Regions from separate parts of the Mus musculus genome. Here region 2 is linked to region 1. Evidence: chromatin contacts called from public Micro-C data. All regions are on one chromosome and are shown on one strand. Each heading gives the region's core, a stretch centred on a gene start, on an enhancer-like site or on the middle of the called end of the contact. The rest is flanking DNA. Distances are from core to core; before and after follow the strand shown. Region 1 has its middle 24 kb from the start of Cep19. Region 2 holds the start of Tnk2 (tyrosine kinase, non-receptor, 2).

What was found. A called contact is a pair of places that touch in the nucleus more often than the background predicts.
Region 2: a contact with region 1 is called in a Micro-C map of embryonic stem cells, with 1.7 times the contacts expected there. The contact joins the promoter of Tnk2 here to the enhancer-like site in region 1. A contact is called at or near these places in 4 of 39 promoter capture datasets (embryonic stem cells, erythroid cells, pre-B cells and 1 more), 1 of 484 Hi-C or Micro-C datasets (embryonic stem cells), 8 of 115 datasets of contacts at active chromatin or transcription factors (effector CD8 T cells, embryonic stem cells, large pre-B cells and 1 more) and 1 of 9 other capture datasets (adipose tissue).

The regions. Positions count from the first base shown.
Region 1 is chr16:32,120,412-32,127,798 of GRCm38.p6, reverse strand. No RefSeq gene overlaps it. Among named protein-coding and RNA genes, the nearest start is that of Cep19, 24 kb to the right of the region's middle. Within about 2 kb of position 3,203, at least 92 of the 459 cell types and tissues checked have an H3K27ac peak or open chromatin away from gene starts, as enhancers often do. A contact at or near this core is called in adipose tissue, embryonic stem cells and pre-B cells, where this site is marked.
Region 2 is chr16:32,639,404-32,646,024 of GRCm38.p6, reverse strand. It overlaps Tnk2 (tyrosine kinase, non-receptor, 2), which reads right to left and starts at 1,382. Exons shown (of 16, transcript NM_016788.3): 1 at 917-1,382.

The sequences.
Region 1 (7,387 bases), core at 1,954-4,453:
ATTGGTTTAACCCATGTAGATACCTACCTCATTAGCATGGAGAACTCTGTTTTGGCCTATGTGACCACAGATAAGAAGCGTGGCCCGCGTTCAGGCCAGGAATCTAGTGGGGATCAGGGAGACCCCTACCTTCTTAGGTGGGTACCTGAGTGCCGGGGTCTCAGACCCACTCAACCTTACCAAGTTTCCTGGCATGGTCCATTGTCCCATAGACTGGAAAGATGGCTTAGCAGTTAAGAGCACTGGCTCTTTGTCCAATCTCCAGCACCCACAGGGCAACTCCAAACTGTCTGTAACTCCAGTTCCAGAGGATCCAAAGCCCTCTTCTCCATGTTAGTGAGCACCAGGAATTCACAAGGCAAATAAGACTACATGTAGGCAAGACACCCACACCCATAAAATAAAGGAAGAATGAGGGGAAAGGCCCAAATAGAACTGCCTGGCCTGAATGTGTATGCAGGAAGACAGTGCCAGCTGCAAGGGAAATCCTGCAGCTCTGGGACAGTGTGGGTCTGCCTATAAACTACAAGCCAGGATGTTTGCACGCAAAGGTTAAGCATCTTTTGAATCTGTCCGTGCTGAGTGGAAAATTTCCAGTTATTAGATGAAGTCATTCCAGCAAACCAAACATCCTTTTCAGAAAGTAGCCTGGTCTGTCTATTTGGCTTCTACTCATGAGCTAAAGTCCGGCTCCAGCAGTCTGTATGCCCAAGGTCTTGGCTTGGTGTCCTTCATACCGCTTCTCCACCCAGAGATCCTGTCTCTAAGACACACTTGCTCTCCCTGTTCTTGTACATCGATGTTCTTGGTTGTGTTCTTGTGAGTTCATGACAAGATGATATTGCTTTTAGGCAGGCTCGATTTTCCAATGTTGGTGAGCAGGCTACCTTTGTTTTTATTTTGTTATGTGTGTGTGTTCCTGTGTGTTGTGCTTGGAGACCAGAAATGATCTCCTAACTTCTTCAACTACTTTTCTTCTTAATATTTAAAGAGTAATTTTATTATTATTGCTGTTGGTGGTGGTGGTGGTGGTGTGTGTGTGTGTGTGTGTATGCTGTGCACATGAGTACAGCCATGTTTGTACCTGGTGAACAACTTTCAGAATTCAGCTCTCTCCTTCCATTATGGGTTCTGGGGGTCAACTCAGGCCACCATGCTTGAGTAGCAACTGCTTTTAGCTGTAATCCTTTACTGTTTTGCTTTGTCTTGTCTTTTGAGACAAGGTCTCACATGGAACCCAGCCATCCTCCTTAGCACAAGCTCCATGGGAATACACTACTCTGCCTGCCTTTGATTCAAATGCTGGAGATCCAAACCCAGGCCCTCGGATTTGCTGGACCAGCACTTTACCACTGAGCCATTTCTCCATCCTTGGCTTTTGTTGTTGAGGCGGTATCTGTCTTAGTTATGGTTTCTATTGTTGTAATAAAAGACCATGATCTAAGGTAACATGGCGGGGGGCAGGATTTATTTCAGCTCATACTTCCAGAGCACAGTGTATAACCTTGGGTTCAGGGCAGGAACTCAAGCAGGGTGGGAACCTGGAGGCAGGAGCTAATGCAGAAGCCATGGAGGAGTGCTGCTTATTGGCTTGCTTCTAGTAGCTTTCAGCATTTCTTCTTATAGCACCTAGGACCATCTGCCCAAGGAGGGTACCACACCTCACCGTGGGCCTCACCACATCTATCAAAAAAGAAATGCACCACAGGTTTGCCCACAGACAAATCTGCTAGGGGCACTTTCTCAATTGAGGTTTCTTCTCCTCAAGTGACTTTAGCTTATGTCAAGTTGACAAATAACCAACCAGGACAGGACCTCACACTTTAGTGCAGGCTAGTCTGGAATTATTATAGCCTTGACAGGCAGCAATCTTCCTGCCTCAGCTTGCTGGATGCTGGGATTACAGCTATAGCTTGCATACCTGGCTAGTCTTACTGTCTATACTTACTATTTTTATCTTCTGTACATACTGTGAGCTTCCCAGTGTGTGGGAACACCTAGATGATCTTGCTTCTCAAACTTCTTAAGAGGTTTATCTAGCTCAACAAGAAACTGCATCCTGCTGACAAGTTCAGTACACTTGAGACCCATCCGATGGGTCTGAGCCCTACCCTTCTGTGAGAGTTCCAGGATCCACCTATGACAGAATCACCAGCATGGAATGTAGAGAGACTGTCTTACAGGCGACACCTGTCAATAAAAAAAGCTGATAGCCAATGAGCTGAGACAGGAACCAGGAGGTGGGACACTGGAAGGAAGAGAGAGAATTCTGGGAAATAGAGAATAAAGAGTCTCATGGAGAGACACTGTAGGGAGACACTGAGGAAGAAGTAGGTTGGGACTGAAGGAGCGATAGCTAACCATGTGGAAGACATAGAATAGTTTGAATGGGTTCAATAACTTATGAGCTACTCTGTGAGCTTAAGGCAAAGTCATCTAATTATAAATAATTAGTCTCAGAGTCGTCATTTCAGGACTAAGGGGCTAAGAGTAGAAAAATGGATTTTTTTAAATGGACCCCCCAACCCCCCTCCCCCGTCTTAAGTGCCTCCCAGATGGGCTGGAATTCCCCTTCCTGAGTTCCCAAATCAAAGGACATCAAGCAGAGAGGACAGGGCTAAAGAAAGATTAGATGTTACTGAGCATAACAAAGGGAACAGCCCACGGGTTTCTTGATATCGGTCAAGTGGTGTTTTAGAGAAATCGCTTCGTCAGCCCACCCGCACATCCTCAAACCTGAGGGTTACATGAGACACGGGGTCTTCTGTGATTTCAGCGGCATGAGCCTGAGGCGCATCAACCTTTAGGAGCATGCATTCGTTATTTCAGCTTATTTTATGTGTGAACACACGGAAATACCCTTGATTCCTTGCCCTTCTGTGTTTGCCAAGGAGGAAATGGCCACTCACTCACTCAGGAAACATCTACAGTTCCCATCTCCAGCTCTGTGCCAAGTGCTGCTTAGCTCTGGGGATACACACAGCTTGGGGCTGGGGCTTCCTTTGTTTGGTTTTCTTATTGGTTGTCACTTATAAATCCTCTCTCCTTGTCTGCATCTCTGGTCCCTGCACTGTTTGACTCCTCAGCATCCTTGAGAGCCAAGAACTGACTTGTGCTGGCTGAGGTACTCTGTCGTATGTGGGCAATAGCAGGGAAGGTGTGTGTAGTAATGTCGTCCCTCTTCTGTCCCTTGAGATTTCTTAATCAGTGAGGTCCCCAGAGAGGCGTCAGTTTCTGTTCCTGTGTGATCTGTGCATTTGCTTCGTAATGTAACACAGTTGCCTCTTTTTATTTTCGGTTCCAAAGCTGGGTGACACAGAACACCAAACTGTCACAGATTTAGTCATCACACAGGTATCTGAGTCCAAGTTCTCTGAATCATAAAGAAGTTAAACAATAGCAGTTTATCCTGATACCAGACCATGGCCTCTTCACCCTTAGACCTAGTCTTCACTCGCCTGTGCTTTCCGCTGTGTCCATTTACATTATATAAGTAAGTTTTTAAATGTGAGGGGGAAATCTTCTTTACAGAATTTTGGTAATGTAGACAATGCCCTTGAGGTGAAGTTTGACCCCTTCCCGCTCCCCTCCTCCACCCAGCTTCCTCAGTTTCCTAAGTACAGGGCTGGAGTTAATGACTCGTTTCAAAAGAACAGAATATTAGTCTGGGCGTGGTGGCGCACACCTTTAATCCCAGCACTCGGGAGGCAGAGGCAGGCAGATTTCTGAGTTTGAGGCCAGTCTGGTCTACAAAGTGAGTTCCAGGACAGCCAGGGCTACACAGAGAAACCCTGTCTCGAAAAACAAAAACAAAAACAAAAACAAACAAACAAAAAAGAACAGAATGTTAAAAGAGAAAGGCAGGCAGGAGAGGGACAGCTCTGTAGCTGAGTGCATCCTGCTCATCCAGGGAGCCCTGAATCAGATTCCTAGCACCCACACACAGGCACCTCACAACAGCCTGTAATTCCAGCTCCAAGGGGATCTCCTGCCTTCTTCTGGCCTATACATGCATGAACACACACATGCACACACTCAAATAAATAATGAAAATAAATCTCTTGGGAGTGTTTTGTTTTCTTAAGTCAAGGTTTCTCTGTGTAGCCTTGGATGTCATGGAAGTCACTCTGTAGATCAGGCTGGCCTTGAGGGTGTTCTGGGATCTGCCTTTGCCTCCTGAGCTCTGGGATCAAAGATGTATGTGACCACAGTCCAGCACTGCTGATTTCTAACAGAGACTAGTCATAAGAAAAACATAAAATAACTCCAAACTGAGGTGTTCTATAAACTATCAGATCAATAGTTCTTACATTTATCATGGTCATAAAGAACAAGGAAAGACAGAAACTAAACTAAATGCAATATAGTATTCTGGATTAGATTCTGAACAAGTCCCTAGTGAAACTCTGGTAAAATCTAGTTTATGCTGGGGTTAACCAATGCAGTTAACAGTACATGGATGCTGTTTTTCAGATTTGACAAATGTATTACAGAAACAAACTAGGTAAGGAATTTTCTGTACTATCCTTAAAACTTTTCTATTTATCAAGTGGAAAATATGAATTACCAGTCAGTTATGGTGGCACATGCCTTTAATCCCAGCACTTGGGAGGCACAGACAGACAGACAGATCTCTGGTAATTTGAAGCTATCCAGATCTATGTAATGAGTTCCAGGCCAGTGGGGTTACATAGCAAAACCCTGTCTTAAAAATATACAAAATACTGCCGGGCATGGTGGCACATGCCTTTAATCCCAGCGCTCGGGAGGCAGAGGCAGGCGGATTTCTGAGTTCGAGGCCAGCCTGGTCTACAAAGTGAGTTCCAGGACAGTCAGGGCTATACAGAGAAACCCTGTCTTGAAAAAACAAACAAACAAACAAACAAACAACAATATATATATATATATATATATATATACACAAAATACTAATATCAGAAATAAAAAAAATAGGTCAGGTAAGCGGATGCCTACCATTCATTCCAGCACTCAGGAGGCAGAGGCAGGTGGGTCTCTGAGTTTCAGGCCAGCTTGGTCTATAGAGTAAGTTCTAGGACAGCCAGGGCTACACAAAGAAACCCTGTTTCAAAAACCAAAACCAAACCATACCAAACAAAACAAAAAATGTAAACCAAAACAAAACAAAACAAAAAACCTCTCCAACCCCCTCCCCCCAAAATAAGAAATAAAAAAGGAGGAGGAGGAGGAAGAGAAATGAACACTGGAATATTGCTAGTAAGATGATATATCTTTGTGCACTAGGTTGAATGATTTGTATATTGCCATTGTTTAAGTCTTAAATTTTAAGATGGTGGTACACGCCTTCAATCCCAGATCTCAGGAGCTGAAGGATCTCTATGGGTCTGAGGCCAGGCTGGCTTACACTGTAAGGAGAGGTAGGGAGTTAGAAAGGGAGGGAGGGAGGGAGGGAGGGAGGGAGGGAGGGAGGGAGGGAGGGAGGGAGGGAGGGAGAAAGAGACGAAGGGTTGATTCTTGCTGTGCTTCTTTGGCTGGGTCAGAAATTCTGGGCTCAAGAAATCTTTGGACAATATAGTATGAAATTAGCAGGTTCTTTGGAAAATACAAGTAAATAAAAATGGGTACAAAGAGAAAACAAACCATCTAGATGTCGCTGTGAACTGAATCTGTAATAAAAACTTCCCACAAAGAAAACTCCATGTCTGTATGGCCTTGCCAGCCACCCTAGGTATTTAAGAAAGAAACATATTCTTCAAGAACATTTAAATAATAGTAGATGTACTAGCTGGTTTTTTTTGTTTGTTTTGGTTTGGTTTTTTTTTTTTTTTTTTTTGTGTCAACTTGACACAAGCTGAAGTTATCACAGAGAAAGGAGCTTCAGTTGGGGAAGTGCCTCCAAGAGATCCAGCTGTAAGGAATTTTCTCAATTGGTGATCAAGGGTGCAGGGCCCATTGTGGGTGGTGCCAGCCCTGGGCTGGTAGTCTTGGATTCTAGAAGAAAGCAAGCTGACCAAGCCAGAGGAAGCAAGCCAGTAAGTAACATCTTCTATGGCCTCTGCATCAGCTCTTGCTTCCTGACCTGCTTGAGTTCCAGTCCTGACTTCCTTTGGTGAGGAACTATGGATGTGTAAGTTGAATAAATCCTTTCCTCCCCAACTTGCTTCTTGGTCATGATGTTTGTGCGGGAATAGAAACCCTGACTAAGACAGTAGGGAAAGGAATACTTACTGTGTGGCCTAGATTGTCCTCTAACACTCCTGCTGCCCCAGTCTCCCAAGTGTTGGGATTATGTATCATGCCTAGTCTACCTTTTTTGTTTGAGACAGGGTTTCTCTATACAGCCTTGGTTGTCCTGGAACTCACTATGTAGACCAGAATAGCCTCAAACTCACAGAGATCCACTTGCCTCTGCCTACCCAGTGCTGGAACTAAAGGTATATACCATGCCTCACCCAACTTGTTTTGAAATAAGCATAGTCCTTACCTTATATGAGACTACATATGATGTTGTAAAGGCAGGAAGTTATTGAATAATGCCTTTCATGAGCCCCCATACAACTCTAAATAAATGCTAACAAATCAAATCCAGAATTATACAAAAAAAAAAAAAAAAAGACACAATACCTTGATTAGGAATGCCAGGCTTATCCAAGGAATGGGAGACTAATGTATCATTCCAAAATCAGAGAATGCAAATTTAACATTAGCAGGCTAGTGGAGAATAGCTGTAGTTATCTCAGTGTGTCAAGAGCATTGGATACAATATAACATTTGTTTATGTAATACTGCTTAGGAAACCAACAGTAACATTTTCTCTAACAAGTTACATGCACCTCTCAAAAGCCTATAGGTACCAAACAACTTAATACATTAATGCTGAAATATCATTTCATTGCCCTGATATCAGAAACATGATAATAAGACCATAGTGTGTGTACTGGAGCCCCAAGCGACTACTGTAAATAAAGCAAGGAGAAAAGGTACAAAATCTGGAGATAGATGAAGCTAGCGCAAGCCTGCAGCCCCACTGACTCAGGTTGCTGAGGCAGGGAGAATTGTTTGAGTGTCTCAGTTTTTTTTTCTTTCTTTTTAAAAATGTGTGTGTGTGTCTTCTTCATGTGTGCCTGTGCACCACATGCATGCAGTGCCTGAGGAGGCCAGAAGAGGGCGTCCCATCTGCTGAGACTGCAGTTACAAATGATTCTGAGCCCACCAGATATTAAACTTAAACTCCAGCTCCCAAGTCCTTCAATGTTTGATTGTACAACATAGTACTGCTCTGTTTCAGGAAAGAGAAAGAGAGACAGAAACAGTCATAATAACATGGCGGCATACATAGAACTTCTGAAAGGACTGACAAATAAAGTATTAGAATCCATGAATGAATTTAACAATGTTGGTAGATAGA
Region 2 (6,621 bases), core at 133-2,632, 520 kb before region 1:
GTAACTCTGGATCCATCCCACAGGTGGGCTGGAAGTGCAAGAACTTTTGACACGGCTAGGGAAATAAAGACAGAGGCTGTAAGCTGTCAACCAAGACCACCTGAACCAGGAAAGAGGTGGGTTCATATGCCAACAAGAAATCAAATCTACCCATTGGCCTGCAGGCTCCACCTCTAGGCGGCGCCAAGAAGGAGCCACGGTCGCGGGGAGGTGAGGAGGTCTTAATAGGATACCACAGGCTTCTCTATTTGCCAGCTTCTAGAGTGAGGTCAAGGCATGGGTAGCAGCCGCTGGTACAACCTCCCTTCCCATTCCATTCAGAAATGAAGACCTCACCAGTTGCTCTCTGCAGTTCTACCCATCCTTGGCTTTGGGCCCACAGCATAATCAACCGTGACAAAACCGTGTGGCAAGGCGCAGGCCAGGCTCGTGCCCAAGTCACTACTGGCTGCCACACTCACGTGATCAACAGGACTACAAGATAAGGCACAGCGGCTAATGCAACACTATCCATTTTCCCTTTCGGGAGGACTTGAGGCCGGTGATGCAGGTTGCACAACAGCTTGCACAGAGACACACCTACCTCCACCAGCAGATAGGTGAAGGGGATGACTTAGTCCCTGGGGCTATCCTGCCTTCTCTTCCCTCTGCCTATACCAGGCAGCCACTCAAATGGTTCCACATCCAGTCTAGACTTGAAAGCGGTGACTACTCCACTACAGCAGCTGCTACTTACAATTATATGTGGTGGGTGCTTGCGTGTGTGTGTGCGCGTGCGTGCGTACGTGTGTGTATGTGTGTGTTCGTGAGGGGTGATGCCCAGGTTGGTCAACTAGAGAGGACAAGGGATGTTTGGAACCCATTCTCCGATGCTTCTAATCATATCAACTCCGATAACAATATTGGCCATCCGTACCTGAGTTTCCAGCTGTCCCCAGGCAGACACTGCTTCGAGGATGCTCAGACTTGAGGTAGCAGAAAGGATCTTGCAGGCCAGTGCCTACCCTCCAGCAATATCTTCCAAAGGTCAGGTTCACAGCGCTCTTCTGCTCCCCAATCCCCTACATCTTCCTGCATTACTCTTGGCACTAGAGCAACCCTGATGCCAGCAAGGAAGGCAGCTTGCCGATTACCACCTCCTTCGCCGTCTGCGCCTGCGGGTCCTGTGTCCCTCTTGGAATCCCTCTCCCCCTGAGGACCCTTTACCGTTCAGATACGTCTCCTGAACAGCCCACACTACCTGGCCCTCTTGCACCCCGGGCAGCCAATTTGCTTCCTGCACCCCCAGGCGCCCCTCTCCTTCAGGCCCTCGGGGCCCTACAGGCCTGGCTCTCCCCAGCAGCTCGAGTCTGTCCCCACTCGCTAGGGATGCTCCAAGGACCACCGCCTCCCCGCCCAGATGCCTGCAGCTCTCCCAGCTGCGCTCGTCCGAACTTTCGAGCTCCTCCGTGCGCGGGCAGGGGCCGTGAGCCAACTCGGGCAGCTCCTCTGGCTGCCGCAGAAGCCTGCGTGGGCTGCCCTCCCCGCGCTCCTGCACCCCGGCACGGGCCTCGCCGCGCTCCTGCACTGCGGGGCCGCCTCCCCCCTTCTCCTGCTGCTGCCTGCGGGGCCCCAGGCCCTCCTCCTGCGCCACCGGCCCGCCGGCCGAACCCGTCCAGCGCGCCCGGCGCCTCCAGTCCGCGGCGTCGGGCGGCCCCCACACCACCCCCAGACTAGGCTCGTGACCGCGGCCGCCCCGCTCCTGCACCCCCAGCCCCACGCCGCCCTCCTCCTGCACGGCCGGACCCACCCCGCCCTGCTCCTCCACGCCGAGCTTCAGCCCGCGAAGAAGCTGCGGGCCCCAGCTGAGCCGCCCGACGCGCGCCGGCTGCTGCTCCGGCAGCGCGGGGCTCAGCCCGCCGCGCTCCTCCTGCGCCCCCCGCCGCCGACCCCCCGCGCCCGCCGCGCCGCGCACGCGCCTGCCCCCCAGAGGCCGCGCGCTCCCGCCCCTCCAGATGGTGCTGCCCTGCGCGCCCCCGCCCCGCGGCTTCCGCCTCGGCCCCAAGCGGGCCCGGCGTCCCGCCCTCGCCGCCCACACTCGACCTCGGCCACCCCGGCGCCGCGCCGCAGGTGCTGCGGCCCCGCGAGCCGGCGGCCCTCCAGCCGGGTTCTCAGAGCCCGCGCGCGCCTGCGCCGCCCTAGGGGGTGGGGCCCGCTGGGGTCGCTCCGCCTTCTTAAAGGGCCCTGGTCCATACACACACACACACACACACACACACACACTCAAAAAAAAAAAAAATGAAGTTCAAAATTAGGAGGTTTCATCGATTAATAAATTCAAGTGAGAACAAGTCCTGGAATAAGAGTCTGAATTTAGCCAGTACTTGGGAGGTAGAGCAGACAGATTTCTGAGTTCGAGGCCAGCCTGGTCTTCAAAGTGAGTTCCAGGACAGCCAGGGATACCCAGAGAAACCCTGTCTCACAGCCAGGGATACACAGAGAAACCCTGTCTCGGAAAAAAAAAAAAAAAAAAAAAAAAAAAAGTTACAGGAGCTCACCCCAGGCAGTCAAGGTCAAATGTAACATAGCTTAGCTAGAGAAAGGAAAGGAAGGAAGGAAGGAAGGAAGGAAGGAAGGAAGAAAGAAAGAAAGAAAGAAAGAAAGAAAGAAAGAAAGAAAGAAAGGAAGGAAGGAAGGGAATAAGAAAGAAGGAAGAGAGAGAGAAGAAGAAGAAGAAGAAGAAGAAGAAGAAGAAGAAGAAGAAGAAGAAGAAGAAGAAGAAGAAGAAGAAAGAAAGAAAGAAAGAAAGAAAGAAAGAAAGAAAGAAAGAAAGAAAGAAAGAAAGAAAGAAAGAAAGATAGGAAGAAAGGAAAAGATGCTGGCCCTGGATGAGGAAGACTTCTTTCTGCTCATTTACCACACCAGACTTATAAAAGCTCCTTTTTGTCAGATGGAGGCACACATCTTTAATCCCAGCACTGGGGAAGCAGAGGCGGGCAGATTTCTGAGGTCCAGGCCAGCCTGGTCTACAAAGTGAGTTCCAGGACAGCCAGGGCTACACAGAGAGACCCTGTCTCTAATTAATCAATTAATTGATTAATAAGAGTGCTTTTGTGTTTTGTGCACTTAGTCATCTTGGGGGACAGTAGCCCCTCCACTCGTCTCCTGGGGGTAAACATTTTAATAAACTTGATTTTTTTCCCCCCTTCAACCCTTGACTTCTGAGTCTCGTTGGGACCAAAGGTTGTGGCCAGAGGGGTGAGCAGATAGGACGGCCACATAAGCCACCCAGAGCCTAAGCTTGGCAGATTTGGGTCACGGTGGCTTGCTCTGTAAGGTGAGCAGAGAAACGTGCTGAATCACTTCATACAGCCCATTCTCTTGCCTGGGAGCAGAGGAGTGAATATTCTGCATCGCAGCTCGCCCTTGAGTGAGAGGGGCACAGGGGGAAAAAAGGGTTCAGTGCACCAACCTCCCTTGTACTGTTTGCCTCAGTAACGACAGTGGCTAAGATTCACAGAGTCTGTGCGCGTGCGTGCGTGCGTGGCTTTACGCTCTCCTTGTTCTCCTGTCACCCTGTCACCCGTAGCAATAGCACACACACACACACACACACATTCACAGTCTCAGTGTACAGCGATAGGACTGAAGCCTTGAGAGACTAAATGGCTCTTTCCAGAATCTCCAAGTCGCCAGTCGCAGAGCCAGAAATCACATCCAAGTGTCTGACTGTATAATCCATTCTCTGAACCACTCAAGCAATAAAACAATGTCAATGCAGGGGCAGGCTGCAGGAAAACACGGGGTCTAACGAGATTTTCGTGGTCAATAGATGCAAACAACGGATTTGGCCAAAATGCTCCTACCAGTAAATCAAGCTCCAAGTCAAACAGAACAAGGGGAGTTAGAGCAAGTCCATCCTGAAGGTCTTGATAGGCGAATTCTTAGGGGAGCTTTGCCTCTCTCCTCCCCGCTCTCATCTGATTGCCCTCGAGAGCAAGACCCGAGGCCCTCACCCATTCCCAGTGCATGGCTGTCTGGAGATTCCGATCCGAGGGAGCCGGAAGTCTGCGTTCCATCCTGCCCTAGTGCTTTTAGTGCTGGAACCGCAATCAGAGATTTCTCTAAGGCCGTCTCTGTCTTCCATATCATCCCAGGATGGCAGTTCAAGTGGCTAGGGACTGCTCTGCCAGCCAGGAGCTTTTCCTCCATGGCATATGGAGGAAGGAAAGGAGCTTCAGGTTAGAAGCTGAAGGCTCGGGGACTCAGGTGCCTGAGACTCTTTCCAGACCTGGAACTTTAAGGAGAGAGCTGCTTACCTCGGAGTGACTGACTCTGCGGGGAGAAGGGCCTGTCAGGTCTCGTTGGAAACAGAGTGTGCCAACCTGCTCCAGGGTGGTGTTGGTGGCTCCCTAAAGAATATCCACTGTGAGACAGTTGCCCTGCGGGGTGAGCAAGAAGCCAAAGCAGGGGTGTCAGGCATCCTGCCTCTCACCTGCAGACGATATTCAGCCAAGACTCAGGACGCTATGGAATCATTCCAATGGGGTTTGAGTGTTTTTGTTCCTTGCCAACACCCGCCCCCCCCCGCCCCTACCCTTGCTGTGGCTGCCTCTGTCCGTCCCCATCCCCACCCCCCCACCTCCCCACCCCCACCCCCACCCCACTAAGCCCCGTTTGCTTTTTTTTTTTTTTTTTGAGTTTTTCGAGACAGGGTTTCTCTGTGTATCCCTGACTGTCCTGGAACTCACTTAGTAGACCAGGCTGGCCTCGAACTCAGAAATCTGCCTGCCTCTGCCTCCGAAGTGCTGGAATTAAAGGCGTGCGCCACCACGCCCAGCTCCCCGTTTACTTTTTTTGACTAGAGCAAAGTTCTACAACAACTACTGTAGCTTACCACCCAGAGATTAATTAAATCCAGTGTATATTAGTTCGGCTTTTTTTTTTTAAAGATTTTATTTATTATATCTAAGTACACTGTAGCTGTCTTCAGATACACCAGAAGAGGGCGTCAGATCTCATTACGGATGGTTGTGAGCCACCATGTGGTTGCTGGGATTTGAACTCAGGGCCTTTGGAAGAGCAGCCAGTGCTCTTAACCTCTGAGCCATTTCTCCAGCCCCTCCCCCTTTAAAAAAAATCAAATGACAGTTAAAATACCAAAACAGAACTTGTTTCTACTTTGGATTTAAAATACAAAATGTGCAGTGGTGGCACATGTTTTTAATCCCAGCACTCCAGAGGCAGAGGCAGAGGCAGAGGCAGAGGCAGAGGCAGAGGCAGAGGCAGAGGCAGAGGCAGAGGCAGAGGCAGAGGCAGAGGCAGAGGCAGAGGCAGAGGCAGAGGCAGAGGCAGAGGCAGAGGCAGAGGCAGAGGCAGAGGCAGAGGCAGAGGCAGAGGCAGAGGCAGATCTCTGTGTTTGAGGCTGGAATGATCTCCAGGGCAGCCACGGTGACACACAGAGAAATCCTGTCTCGAAAAACCGAAATGACAACAATAAAAAATTATAATAAATCTAAATAATTCAAAATGTACAAAAATGGATCCAGAGAAGTTCAAAAGCTTGAATTTTTCTGAAGGCTATTCACATCCGGGTCCTGGAACCTATCCAGCTCCCTCGGTGCCTTCCTCAAGATGTTGTTTAATAAGGGAAGATTTACTAACCTTCCAGCATGCCTTCTACATTCATGGCTTATTTTTGACCTCCTGACGCTTTCCTTTCCCCACCCCAGGAGACAATAAACTCCACCACAACAGGAATTTTTGTGCTATGCACACGCACTTGGACTACTGCCTAACACAACTCAGACGCCAAGAATGTCTGTGGAATGGATGAGTGTATCAGAGGTAGTGAGCATATTGTTTTTCTGACATTATGGATTCAGTGTGTGTGTGTGTGTGTGTGTGTGTGTGTGTGTTCTGCACTTTGGTGTAAGATCCATTGCCTTCTGTAGGCCACAGTGAAAAACTTCAGACAGCCCCTGCCATGACATGGATAATCCTACAACTAAGAGCAAATGAAATGTACATATACTGGGCCAGCAACTCTCAATGACATGGGCATCTTGTGGAGAGGTGGGTTTGGATTCAGCCAGTTGAAAGAGAATATGAGGCCTTACATTTTCACCATACTTTCAGGTAGGTCCATGAAAAAATGCATTTTTTATGTTTAATTCTCTTAGATTTATTTATTTTATGTGCACAAGGGTTTTGCCCTGTGTATGTGTATGCACCACATTTGTGCCCAATGCCTGAGAAGGTCAAAGAGGGTGTTGGATCCCTTTAAACTGAATTTCTTTTTAAAGATTTATTATTTATCTATTATATGTAAGTACACTGTCGCTGTCTTCAGACACACCAAAAGAGGGCATCCCATTTCATTACAGATGGTTTTGAGTTACCATATGGTTGCTGGGATTTGAACTCAGGACCACCGGAAGAGCAGTCAGTGCTCTTAACTGCTGAGCCATCTCTCCAGCCCTTTAAACTGAATTTATGGATGGTTGTGGACTGGGAACTGAACTTGAGTCCTGCCTAAGAGCAACAAATACTCTTACTGCTGAGCCATTTTTCCAGCTCATATCATGGAAAAAAAACCCACAAATTTACTGATAGACAGGCCCACACTAGCATTATTAAATT